Linked DNA regions of Danio rerio: region 1 is linked to region 2. A link is a contact called in public HiCAR-type data. All regions are on one chromosome and are shown on one strand. The core of a region is the stretch at or near the end of the contact, and the rest is flanking DNA. Distances in the headings are between cores, read along the strand shown.

Region 1 (6,047 bases), core at 116-2,615, 36 kb after region 2:
TTTCTATTTACACTGATCTTCCTCTTGATTTTCTCATCATTTTCTTTACATGCTTTCCTCTTTTTCCTGTCCTTCCCTTTTTGTTTAATTTCCCCTCTACATTTCCTTTTGGGTATTTTTCTCTTTATTCCTTTACCTTATTTTCCTTTTCCTCTTATCCTTTCTGTACTTTTCCTCTCATTTTCTTGTCTTCCTTTTTTCTTTATTTCATTTCTCTTTAAATGTTTTTGTTTTCTTGTCCTTTTTGTTTTCTCCTTATTTTCCTTTTTTTATTAATTATATATGTTTACTCCTTTATTTTCCTGTTTGCACTCCTCTTCCACTTTGTTTTACCATCGTTTACCTTCTTCTTCTTTTACTTTTTTTTCTTTCCTTTCTTTTTTTCTGTTCCTCTCTGTTTCAGGTTTTTCTTTTTCCCTTTGCCTTTCTATTTTCCATTTCCTCTACCTATTTCTTTTCCTTTCTTGTTTTAATTTCTTTTTTACACCTTTCCCTTTAATTTTCTTCTTATTTCTTCCTCTTTTCCCTTCATTCTTCAGTGTTCTTTTCCTTTTCTTCAGTCATGATGTAAATCCACAACTCATTTTCCCCTCTCTTTAGCTGAAGAGTAAGACAAAAGAGAAGGAGCTGGCCGATCAGACACAAGCAGAAGAGTTTGTCCGTCACGCTCTGGCCTTCTGCGAGAGTCTGTATGATCCCTACCACAACTGGAGGCATCGCATTCATGGGTGAGAAAAGCACCGACAATTAATCCCACAGCTCCGCTTTTCACAAATATCTCCAGAAGTCCTCTTTGACAGAATAAGCTGAACATCTAATGCATATAGCGCACACTTATGAAAGCACTTCAGCAGGTCGTCCTCTGATTGGTAACACCACACAGAAACGCCAACTGACCCAGCTGGGACTTGAACCAGCGACCTTCTTGCTGTGAGGTGACAGTGCTAACCACTGAGCCACTGTGTTGCCTCCGGAAGCACTGTTAATCTCTTTGTTAAAGCATGTGCTAATCCAGAAGTTTCCTCGTGCATGCCGAATTGAACATTCTTAGGCTGCTAATCTAGAATAAACTGCTGTTGTTTGTGGAGCTTGTTGGATTTGGAAATCAAAATCATTTACTGAGGAGTGAATCATTGACTTTTTTTAACAAGTAATACATGGTTCTGCTGTAAATGATTTGTCAGCGTGTGCTATCTGAAATGCTAATGGGCTAATGGAGTTATTCAACACCACGGTAATGAAGGATCGGTGTGTGAAAGTTTATGTTTGAGGGGTAAATATGTTGCTATATGCTATTTTCTGACTAACCTAAAACATTGTTCAAACCAGAGCCGGTTTCTGCTGTTTAGTAACATGACACACTGAAATTAGTGCATGCACAGTCAAAACGGAATAAATCAACACAAATAAAGCAGCTGTGTTTGACCGGTATACACACACTATCTGGTTCTACAGGTTCTGTTTCTCCTTCTACTAAATGTCTAAATGTGTGTGTTTGTTTGTGTTTTGAAGGTTATTTGAGGACAGGTAACTTGGCTCTAGAAATTGAGCTAGAATCATTTCATAAAGTTTTTTTTTTTTGAGCTCAGACGGCCCCTTTATTAAGCGTAACGTTTTGTTGTAAAGTGATAAAACTATCTTAAATCATATTTATTTGTAATATGTTACAATGAATGTAATAAATATTTATATTCTTCTTCTTATATTGAAGTAATCTTAAGATATTAAACTTGATTTGTTTAAGCTTTTTTTTGTAATTGGGGCTTGAGAAAAAGGCACAGTAAAATTAATCAAATGCTTAAATAATAATTAAAAAAAATGTAAAAATATAAAAAAAATCTAACAATTTGCATCTTTCATGGTGATTTAAAAAAATATTAATGAGAAGAATAATAAGAGTAATAATATTAATTATACCACTACTAATTAAATAATAATAATATTAAGATTAAGTTTAATAATAATAATAATAAAATATTAATAATAATAGTTATAGTACTACTACAACTACTACTACTGCTAATAATAATAATATTATTAAGATTAAGATTAATAATATAGTAATAATAATAAAAAATGATGATGATGATGATAGCAACAACAATATTAACATATTAATAATAATAGTTATACTACTTCTCTTACTACTACTACTACTACTACTATTACTACTAGTAACAATATGATAATAATAGTAGTAGTAGTAGTAAAAATAATAATAAAAATAATAATGGCTTGAATAAAGCAAATAATATATATATATATATATATATATATATATATATATATATATATATATATATATATATATATATATATATATATATTTATATATATTTATTTATTTATTTATTTTTTTTTTTTTCAATTATTGACAAACAATTAATAATTGTATTACTACTACTACCACTAATATTTATAATAATAATGATGATGATGACAATAATATAAATAATTGTAATATTCATCATAATAATAATGAAAATAATAATAATTATTATTATTATTGATGATAATAACAACAACAACAATGAAAATAATAGTAATAGTTGTGGTAATAATAATAATATTTGTATTATTAATAATAATAATAATAATTTAATAATAATAATAATAAACAATAACAACAATGAAGCAAAAATAATAAATATTATTTTGTTTTAAATAATATTGGTAAACAATATATAATTATATTAATAATAATATTAAGTTCTGTATCTAAAGACTAAATCTGAAATATTTGGTGCAGTTCATAAGTTGATGAAAAGAAATGATAATTATTAAATATGAAGGTTTTAAATAATAACATATTCAAAAAAATGATAAAGATGTGAAATATTTTATATTTGTATACCTGTCTTTCATATGACCATTAACTGACAGCAGAGAACAGTGAAGTCATGCAAAAGTGTTAGGTTATTAAAATATGTAATTGTATGAGCAAGGAAATACTTTAAATAGTGCAATTATTATGGCTTTATTGAATATATTTATCACCAAAAATAAGCCTGTGCTTCAAGTAATTGTAGGTCATTAAGCTGCTCTACGGCATGCTCCATGACGGTGTGATATTACTGTATATTGACAGTAAGTGAAGTGTGTATAATGACTCTGTTTACCCTGGTTTGTGTTGGTTTGCCCCTGCAGACAGCAGTTCAGTACTGTGGAAAGAAGCAGACAGAAGTTTAAAGCCGCGGCGCTCACTGTAGAGTTTGTGCCCTTCTTCTACCGTAAGTCTACTTCTGGATCAGCCCTATAGGGCATGTGGTTTGTTTATTTACTGATTAAATCTGCTGCTTTATCCTTTGGCCTTCAGCAATGGCACATTACCAGAGCTCTCGAAACAAAGCAGACTCAGTGTTTCTGTGCTGTAAATTCACACCATTTGTCACATTTATTAGCCACACACACACATACAACAAGTGTTGATCAGTGTACCTGTGCATTAAAGGGACAGTTCACCCAAAAATGTTAATTCTGTCATCAACTTGTTCCAAACACATTTGAGTTTCTTTCCACTGTTGAACACAAAGAAAGGTACTGTAGAATAGGTCTGCACAATATATTACTTTTTACGTCAATATTGCAGTGTGTGAATATGCAATAGTCACATCCAAAGATCTGCAATGGTAAATTGGGATGATAATAACTGGGAAACTCATTTCATTGCATTTTTGAGACTTTAAAAGACGAAAGATTTTCATTTGGATATTTTTAAGGCCTTTGTAAGAGTTCAAGTAAATGTACACCATTTAGGGGCAATAAATTAAAACGTTACATTATTAACAATGAATAATTGTCTTTATTTAAAAGATGAAGACTATACAGTGTTATCTTATATTTAATTATTGGATTTCTGTGCCTGGATACTATTAGTCTCCACAGAAAACCATAAAGCATTGTTTATTTAACTTGTATCTGTCCTACATTGTGTTTATCAACACTTCTATTTGGTTTTTCATGTGACATGCAGATGCACTGCCCTGCAAAATCATCTCCATTAAAATTTGAAATCGATGAATTCTTTTTTTTATTAATGGTTTATTTATACATTGTGAAACATTACAAAAATATACAAAGAAATAAACATGTAACAATAAGCAAATACACTGGAGTATTTTGAGCAAATAATAATAATAATAAAAATAACAACAAAAAAATAATAGTAATAAAAATAAATAAATAAATAAAAAACACCAACACTAGTGCAATCTTGTATACAGAAAAAACAAGTCTACGATGTGTTGACCAGAAAAAGTTTCCCGTAAAAGCTGGGCATTGGGGGGGAGGGACTCAATCAGAAGGAGCCGGGTCAACCTGAAGAGTTTGGACATGTTTGCGAAGGGGTTCCCACAATTTAATAAAAATAGTGCTAGGTTGGTGAAGAGAGTACCTAATTTTTTCAAATTTCATAAAATATAGAACATTTCTTATCCAACAAGTGTGAGAAGGAGGGTGAGGGCTATTCCAGTTCAGAAGAATTAATGATGGGCTAAACATCTGTGCATTTCTACCCGCACAGATTCCGTGTGGGCCTAACTATCCCTTAAAGGATTTTGGTGCTTTCCACCACAGTGATGAATGTGTGAAAAATAAAAACCATAGCTCTATATGTTCTGTAGTGTACAGACAGAGGACAGTAAAGTGAAACCGAAAGAGAGATGAAAAGAAAAGGCTGTTTTTGCCACTATATTTGCATAAAGCCCAGACATGTGCTCATTATTTATGTGTGTGTGTGCTTTTCAGAATGTTTTCAGGAGAGCGAGCATCTGAAAGACAGTCTTAAATGTTGCCTTTTGCATCTGTTTGGAGCCATCGTCGCGGGTGGACAGGTGAGCTCAGATCCTCAGCACCAAAACACATATAAAAACCGAGTTTGCTATTATAGTTTATTTAGTAACTCAGAGTAATCATGTTGAGAGGTTAGTGAGAAAGGGGATGTAGTCTTGTCTTGGAGTGATCATAGGGGGGTGGGGCAGGAGGGATGGCGAGTGGAAGCAACAGGTGGGCGGTACCTGAATGCCTTTGTTTTCCACAATATTTCTTCTAATAACAACTTTGTATTTAAATAAATGCAAGAATTTTTTTTCCATAATACTTTTTTTTTTGTTTTCAGTTTGTACACATTGAAATACAACATTTTACAACATTTTACAACAATAACCTTGTTTCATTTACAAATTATACAGAAAATGAGGATGTGTGTGTGTATATATATATATTATTATTTTTTTTATATATATATATATATTTTTTTTTTTTTATGTTGTTTTTTGTTTTAATTTATGTTATTTTATTTTTGTGTTATGTTTTATTTTGTTTTATTGTATGCTTTTTGATTTATTATGTTTTATTTAGTTAACATTTTATTGTGTTTTTATTTTTGTTTTATTTGCATGTTTTATTTTATGCTATTTGTTTTATGTTATGTTTTATTTTATGTTTATGTTTATTTTATTTAGTTTTTTTATGTTTTATGTTTTATTTTAAGTTATGTTTTATTTTGTTTGCTATATTTTTATTTTATTTTTGTTTTATTTTATGTTTGTTTTATTTTATGCTTTTTGTTTTATCTTAAGTTTTATTTTCTTAATGTTTTATATATTTTATTTTATTTTTATTATATGTTATGTTTTATTTTGTTTTATTTTATGCTTTTTTATTTTATGTTTTAATTTATGTTTTATATGTAATTTTGTTTTGTTTATGTTTTATGTTTTATTTTGTTTATATTTTTGTTTTATTTTATTTTAGTTTTATGTTATGTTTTTACTTGATGTTTCATTTCATGCTTTTTTTATGTTATGTTAGATATTATATGTTATGTTTTATGTTAGTCATTTTTCATCATATAAACAAAATAACAGAAATAGGTAAACAAAATAAAATGTTTAAATGCAGTCAATGAAAAACTGGTCCCATTATCCAAAACTTTGCTGCTCAGTTTGAAACATAAAACAGACTATAAAGTCACAATAACTCTCTCTCCCTCTCTTTCACTGTGCCTCTTTTCACACGATCTTCTCTGTGGTCAGCGCAATGCTCTG
Region 2 (6,996 bases), core at 3,433-5,932:
ATGGGCGTGTCTATCATTAGTATTTGTTAAAAAATGTTCAGTAGTTTATTAATCGTAGTACTACATTAGCCCCGCCCACAGTGAAATCTCATTGGCTTAAATCCTTTTGGTACGATCCAATACGTTATTGATGACATCATCCTGCACTTAGGGCATGTCTATGATTAGTATTTGTTAAAAAAAAGGATTAGTATTTGTAGTACTACATTAGCCCCGCCCACAGTGAAATCTCATTGGCTTAAATCCTTTTGGTATGATCCAATAAATTGATGATGACGTCATCCTGCACTTATGGGCGTGTCTATCATTAGTATTTGTTAAAAAATGTTCAGTAGTTTATTAATCGTAGTACTACATTAGCCCCGCCCACAGTGAAATCTCATTGGCTTAAATCCTTTTGGTACGATCCAATACGTTATTGATGACATCATCCTGCACTTAGGGCATGTCTATGATTAGTATTTGTTAAAAAAAAGGATTAGGATTTGTAGTACTACATTAGCTCCGCCCTCAGTGAAACCTCATTGGCTTAAATCTTCCCCTTATGGACCGATATATTGATGATGATATCATTCTGCACTTATGGGCATGTCTATGATTAGTATTTGTAAAAAAAAAGTTTAATATTTGTAGTACTATGTTAGCCCCGCCCACAGTTAAATTCATTAGTTTTAAATCCTATCGGTATGGACTTATAAATTGATGATGTCATCCTGGACTTATGGGTGTGTCTATGATTAGTATTTGTTAAAAAATGTTTAGTAGTTAATTAATTGTATTATTAGATTAGACCAGCCCACAGTAAAATTTAATTGGCTTAAATCTGTTTGGTATGGACCAATATATTGATGATGACGTCATCCTGTGCTCGTGGGCGTGTCTGTGATTAGTATTTCTGAAAAAAGAAAGTTTAGCATTTGTAGTACTATGTTAGCTCCGCCCACAGTGAAATGTCATTGGTTTGAATCCTCTTTCTATAGACCAATACACTGATGATGACGTCATCCTGTGCTTGTGGGCGTGTCTATGTTTAGTATTTATAAAAAAAAAAAAAAAAAAGATAATTAAAAGTTTAGTATTTCTATAACACGTTAGCCCCGCCCACAATGAAATCTCATTAGTTTAAGTCGTCCTTGACCAAAATGTTGATAATGACGTCATCCTGCGCTTATGGGCGTGTCTTTGTTTCTAGCCTATCATGTGCTCTCTAGAATGAGCACAAGTTAGCGAACGTTTCATGCATTAGCACATTAGCATCTGTATAGTCATTGTTAATGGCTGTGGCCTACACTAAAAGCTGTCAGCTAGGGCTGGAGGATTGGTCAAAATAAAGATGATCTTGGGATATAGTGTGATTATCAAATAACATTATCAAATAAGTGCAATTTTATTCATTAAGTATATGTAAAGCAGTTTATGATCCAGTGTGTTCTGCCTCTCTGAACGGCTCAGTTCCCAAAAAAGAATAATAATAAAATAAAACTGGGCTGTCTGAAAAATCAAGACATAATAATACCATAAATATTAGTGTTGTCGTTTTACACATGTTCTATTTTTATTACTTTTTAAAATAAATCTAGTATTATAATTTTACAGTGAAGTATTGCAGCGCTAACATTTCTTATTGTGCTTAATTTTGAAGCAATCTTGAGGGAATAATTCTCATTATTTTAATAACTAATAAATATTTATAATCTTATTACAATGCCATTTCAACACAAATCTTTATTTTTTATATTTTAATTTAGTAGCAATAATTAATGCATTAGGATTTTCTTAAATATAGTAATTCTGTAAAATATTAATTTCAATGCCTCTTATTTTGCTCATTTTCATAATAATCATAAAACATTATATAAATATAAATTTCACAGTGACACTATGGTACTACTTTTTATTTTTATATTCTTATTTTGAATCATTTTGTATCAATACTATGTTATTATGATTATTAATATTATACTGAATATTATACTGTTATTATACTGAATAAATATATGTAAATATTTCCCCTAAATCATGCATCCTTTTTTAATATTTAATTAATTTCTTTTAATAAAAGACAAGCTCCTTTGGTCATGTCTCAACACAAATCGATTAAGTTAACGTAATAATTTTGAAATATTTAAGTAGATTGAACTTAAAACAATTAAGTTGTCCCAAAACAATCAAAGAATTGTGTTGTTTCAACTCATTTTAAATAAGTAGTATACTAGAAAAAGTCATTTTTAGAGTGTACAGTTAAACCGTTCATAAATATCAACACTATATGCTCCGTCTGACTGTAATATCATCACTTTATGCAACATTTGACTTTTCAATTGTTTTTTATGGGCAGAAAAATGTCATGATAAGTGATAGAAGCTGGTTGAGATGCACTGTGACTGTGTCTTATTCCCTGCTGTGAGCTCTTCTTCTGTGTATACTGCACTCGTGTAGTAGTTACAATGCAGTAGTTTACCAAAGTATTCAACGCATACTGTGCTCATACTACCGTAAACGCTGTTTGTTCGCTCTAAACCCTGTCATAAATCATAAAATAACTGCAGATCACTGGATTTGATCATCAGACTGAGCCGTTTGTGTGTTTATACCTCAGTGTTCATATTTCTAAACCCCTCCTCTTCCTCGAAATGAAGAGCCTGCAGACGATTAATCCTGTGAAGAAATGTATGGAGTCAATATACTGTCATAAATATTTAATGCGTGAATCAAATCCATTAAAGCGTATTTACATCTAAAAATGTACGATTTTGGAAGTGTCGCTTCATAAAAATCACCATTTTTTTCAGTTTTTTTTTTTGTTGTATTTTTTTACGTTTTTATAATAACACGTGCACAGGTTTGATATTTCATGGGTTTGAATATTTTTGACAGTCTTTTCACTCCATAAAGAAACACCAATGCTGTGCAACATATCAACACTGCCTCAACAAACGCGTCATCAAACTGTGACTGATCTTTTTTTATTATTTTAATGTGGACTGTACGAGAGATTTAGACATATGTTAAATATATTCTTACTCTGATTCGTAACTCTTTGGTGTCCTGTCTTCATTTGTATTTTCGCGCCATTTCGGCTGATTAAATTGTCATTTCTGTAATAATTTCTTTATTTGATGTTGTTAATTTGACCTGTAACTAGATATTTAGTTGCTCTTAGCTTCTTACAAAATATTTCATTTCATCAATTTATTTGACAGTAAATTTAATGGACGTCGATGAAACTCTTTTCTGTTGTTGCTAGATTAGATATGGCTGCGACCGGAAGTTAAGGATTATTTATATTATGTATTAAATTTCACATTCATTGTATTTTATTAAAGCAGTTCATTCTGCTGTGGCGACCCTGATAAATAGACTAAGCCAAAAAGAACGTCTACTCCTACCCCAGCCCTCACAGCACTGTAAAACAGTAGTTATTTTTATAAATTACCCAATAAATTGTATTTTACCTCCACCCAATCCTAAACCCAGGTATCAGAGTACTGTAAAAATATTAATTATTGTTATTTAGTCTTACAAAAATGATGCTATATTGATGTATCCGCATTGATGTATGATGTATCTAGCTGTATCCCATCTAGACCTTACCGATGGACTCTTCTGGAAGTGTTTCTGTATTTGCGCTCTTTGTCCAACAGGGGGCGGTCATGGTTTGTCAAGTTATTTCACGCGAATTATTTGATAACTCGTAATTAAGGAAACAATATAATACTACTACTACTACTACTACTACTAATAATAATAATAATAATAAATGTAGAATTTATAAATAAATTAAATGCAAGAAATTACGTGTATGTTATAATAATGAAGCTAATGATTGCATTGCTATTGCATTGCAGCTATATTGTATTGCAACTATTGTTACTACTGCTACTGCTAATATTTTCAGATATTGTCAGATGGTTACACAAAATGTTTACATGTCAAGCTTGTAAAACGAATATTATATTTTATTAAAATAATAAAAAACAAGACTTTATTATAGACATATTTTACATTCCCAATATTCACAAATCTAAAGTATATATTATATATTTTTATATTATTTTATTCATTCATTCATTTTCTTGTCGGCTTTGTCATTTTATTAATTCAGGGTCGCCACAGCGGAATGAACCGCCAACTTATCCAGCACGGTTTTAAGCAGTGGATGCCCTTCCAGCCGCAACCCATCTCTGGGAAACATATTTTATTTTATTATATTATATTATATTATATTATATTATATTATATTATATTATATTATATTATATTATATTATATATTATTTTATATATTTTTACATTTTATTATATTATATGTTATATTATATATATTTTTATATTATATTATATCATATTATATATTATTTTATATCTTTTATATTATATATTATTTTATATATTTTATATTATATTATATATTATTTTATATTATATTATATTATATATTTTATATTATATTTTATTATATTATATTATATTTTATATATTATATTATATCATATGTTCATCACTTTTACTCAGTTTAGTACAAAAACAATGTCTCAAAGAAGCGTCTGTATGAATGAATGCATAATCTAATAAATATTAATTTCACCAGCCTTGACGTGATTGGTGGTTTGCCAGTTTCAGCCACGCCTTTCCCCACTCACATGAGCTCCACATAGGCAACGTAAAGGAGTGCGGCCTGTCGTAAAACATCAAGGGGACGAGAGAAAAAAACACACATACACTCAGCCTACACAAACACACACACACACCTTCAAGCCACCCGAGCCCGTGCCGTGGCTTTGTAACCAGACGTCGCAGTCCAGTGCAATGATATTCGTCATATGCATCCGGGTTGTCAGGCTAGTCTGGTTACAAAAATGAGTCAAAAGCCAGTTTGGGTTGTTGAAACTGCCCAGTTTTAAATGTCACTGGCGCTTCAGATCCTGCAGCATTCCTGGATTCTTGGATTGGGAGTTTCGACGAGCTGCTTTTGTTGAGGCAGGTGAGTTTCACACACAAACACATATACACACACACACACACACACACACACAGCTGAATGTATGTTTGGATGCTAACGTTAGTAGTCTGGTATACACCGCTGACAGTTGTGACTATATTATTTAATGTTATATGTGGCAAATGTTTAGATTTCTTAACGTTATCCAAGTCTTTTATAAATATTTTAGTCACGAAAATAAGGTAAAGTTGCTCCCCTATATTGTTTACCAGGGTAATTTGAATATTCAGTCTGAAATAGCATGTTAGTATGACTTCAAAACAACATTAGCACTATTTAATTGACTGTGAACAAGGCTGTACTTTGAAATCATTGGCTCCTAATATGATTTTCCTATTTATAATTAGTATATACTACTTTAATTAAATTATATTATTAAGGACGAAGTCTGATGTGCAAATGTGCAAATATAAAACTATCTTCACCTCAATATATGTTATGTGTTCTGACACAGCTTTATGTATGTTTAGATGCTAGTAGTCTCGTCTACACCGCTGACAGTTGTTATGATATTGTTTCATGTAATATGTGGCAAATGTTTGGATTTCGTATTGTTATACAAGTCTTTTATTACTACTTTAGTCATGAAATTGAGTTAAAGCTGCTCCATATATTGTTTATCAGGGTAATTTGAATATTTGGGCTGAAATAACATATGCAACATGATGCAAGTATGACTTCAAAACAACATTAGCACTATTTAATTGACTGTGAACAATGTTATACCTTAATGGTCATTGGCTGTGATATAGAACTGAGTGTGTTTATAGTGGCTTAGGAATCGTCTGATTGGTGAATCATAAATTGGATAATGAGGGACCAGCCGCAAGCAAAAAGCAGGTCATCCTCTCTAAATTAGTTTATAAATAAACTCCATTCATTCATTCATTCATTCATTTCCTTGTCAGCTTAGTCCCTTTATTAATCAGGGTTCGCCACAGCGGAATGAACCGCCAACTTGTCCAGCAAGTTTTTACGCAGCAGATGCCCTTCCAGCCATCTCTGGGAAACATCCACACACACATTCACACTCATACACTACAGACAATTTAGCGTACCCAATTCACCTGTACTGCATGTTTTTGGACTGTGGGGGAAACCGGAGCACCCAGAGGAAACCCACGCGAAGGCAGGTAGAACATGCAAACTCCACACAGAATCACCAACTGAGCCGAGGTTCGACCTAGCGACCTTCTTGCTGTGAGGTGACAGCACTACCTGCGCCACTGCCTCGCCTAATATAATTATAATAATATTTTATATTATTATATATAATAACATAAAAACTAAAATGATTGAAAAAATTTAATTTCTAGACTTTGTAAATTTAAGGAAATTACATACATTTTTTTGTTTTTGTCATTAGAAATGAAATAAATATTAATTTTGTTAAAAAAAAACTTTTAAAATATCAATAAAATAAAAAGCATGTTTGGATTTAGTCCTGGATTTTCAACAAGTACGTTACAAAAGTAATTTGAATATTATAATGAAGAATCAAAAAGACTGACAGCCTCAAATCATAACATATTAGAGCATCTATTATTCTATTATTCCACAATAAAGGCTGATTTATACTTCTGCGTCAAACGCCAGCGTATGCTACGGCGCTGACGCATAGCCCTTCGCCGTGGCCGTCGGCGTCACTGACGTGCACCTCTCAAAAAATGTAACTACATGTCGCAACAACGCGTAGCGCAAGCTCTGTGATTGGTCGGCTTGGTAGCGCTGACGAGTCTGGGCGGGACCAAGAGTCGTGCGAATGGCGCGAGCGATTGTTTGCAAGTGTGGAGTCCCGTGAAGGAGCTCCGGATGAAAAGTTTTGTTCTGTGTTTACCTCATAGTTAAAGTTGTTGCACGTCCGCCGGTTCCTGCCTCAAAATGAGCGAGTTTGAGCCACTTGTACATCCCGGAAGTGTTTAGGAAAAGCAAAACAGAAGCGAAGAAACTCGACACAGAGGAACATTTACACCTCACTTCCAACTAGCGTTTCGG

The links. HiCAR-type assays count read pairs that join an accessible place to other places.
Region 1: a HiCAR-type map of caudal fin shows a contact between it and region 2, with 4 times the contacts expected there. The contact joins the enhancer-like site here to the promoter of nbeal1 in region 2. A contact is called at or near these places in 5 of 18 Hi-C or Micro-C datasets (caudal fin, embryo, hematopoietic stem cells and 2 more) and 1 of 4 datasets of contacts at active chromatin or transcription factors (caudal fin).

Annotation. Positions count from the first base shown.
Region 1 is chr6:5,001,151-5,007,197 of GRCz12tu, forward strand. nbeal1 (neurobeachin-like 1) reads left to right here. Exons shown (of 52, transcript XM_073953562.1): 5 at 601-728; 6 at 3,148-3,230; 7 at 4,747-4,832; 8 at 6,036-6,047. Among named protein-coding and RNA genes, the nearest start is that of nbeal1, 38 kb to the left of the region's middle. Within about 2 kb of position 1,366, at least 4 of the 62 cell types and tissues checked have an H3K27ac peak or open chromatin away from gene starts, as enhancers often do. A contact at or near this core is called in caudal fin, where this site is marked.
Region 2 is chr6:4,961,928-4,968,923 of GRCz12tu, forward strand. nbeal1 (neurobeachin-like 1) reads left to right here and starts at 4,683. Exons shown (of 52, transcript XM_073953562.1): 1 at 4,683-4,983. stradb (STE20 related adaptor beta) reads left to right here. Exons shown (of 13, transcript XM_009302115.5): 13 at 1-3,036.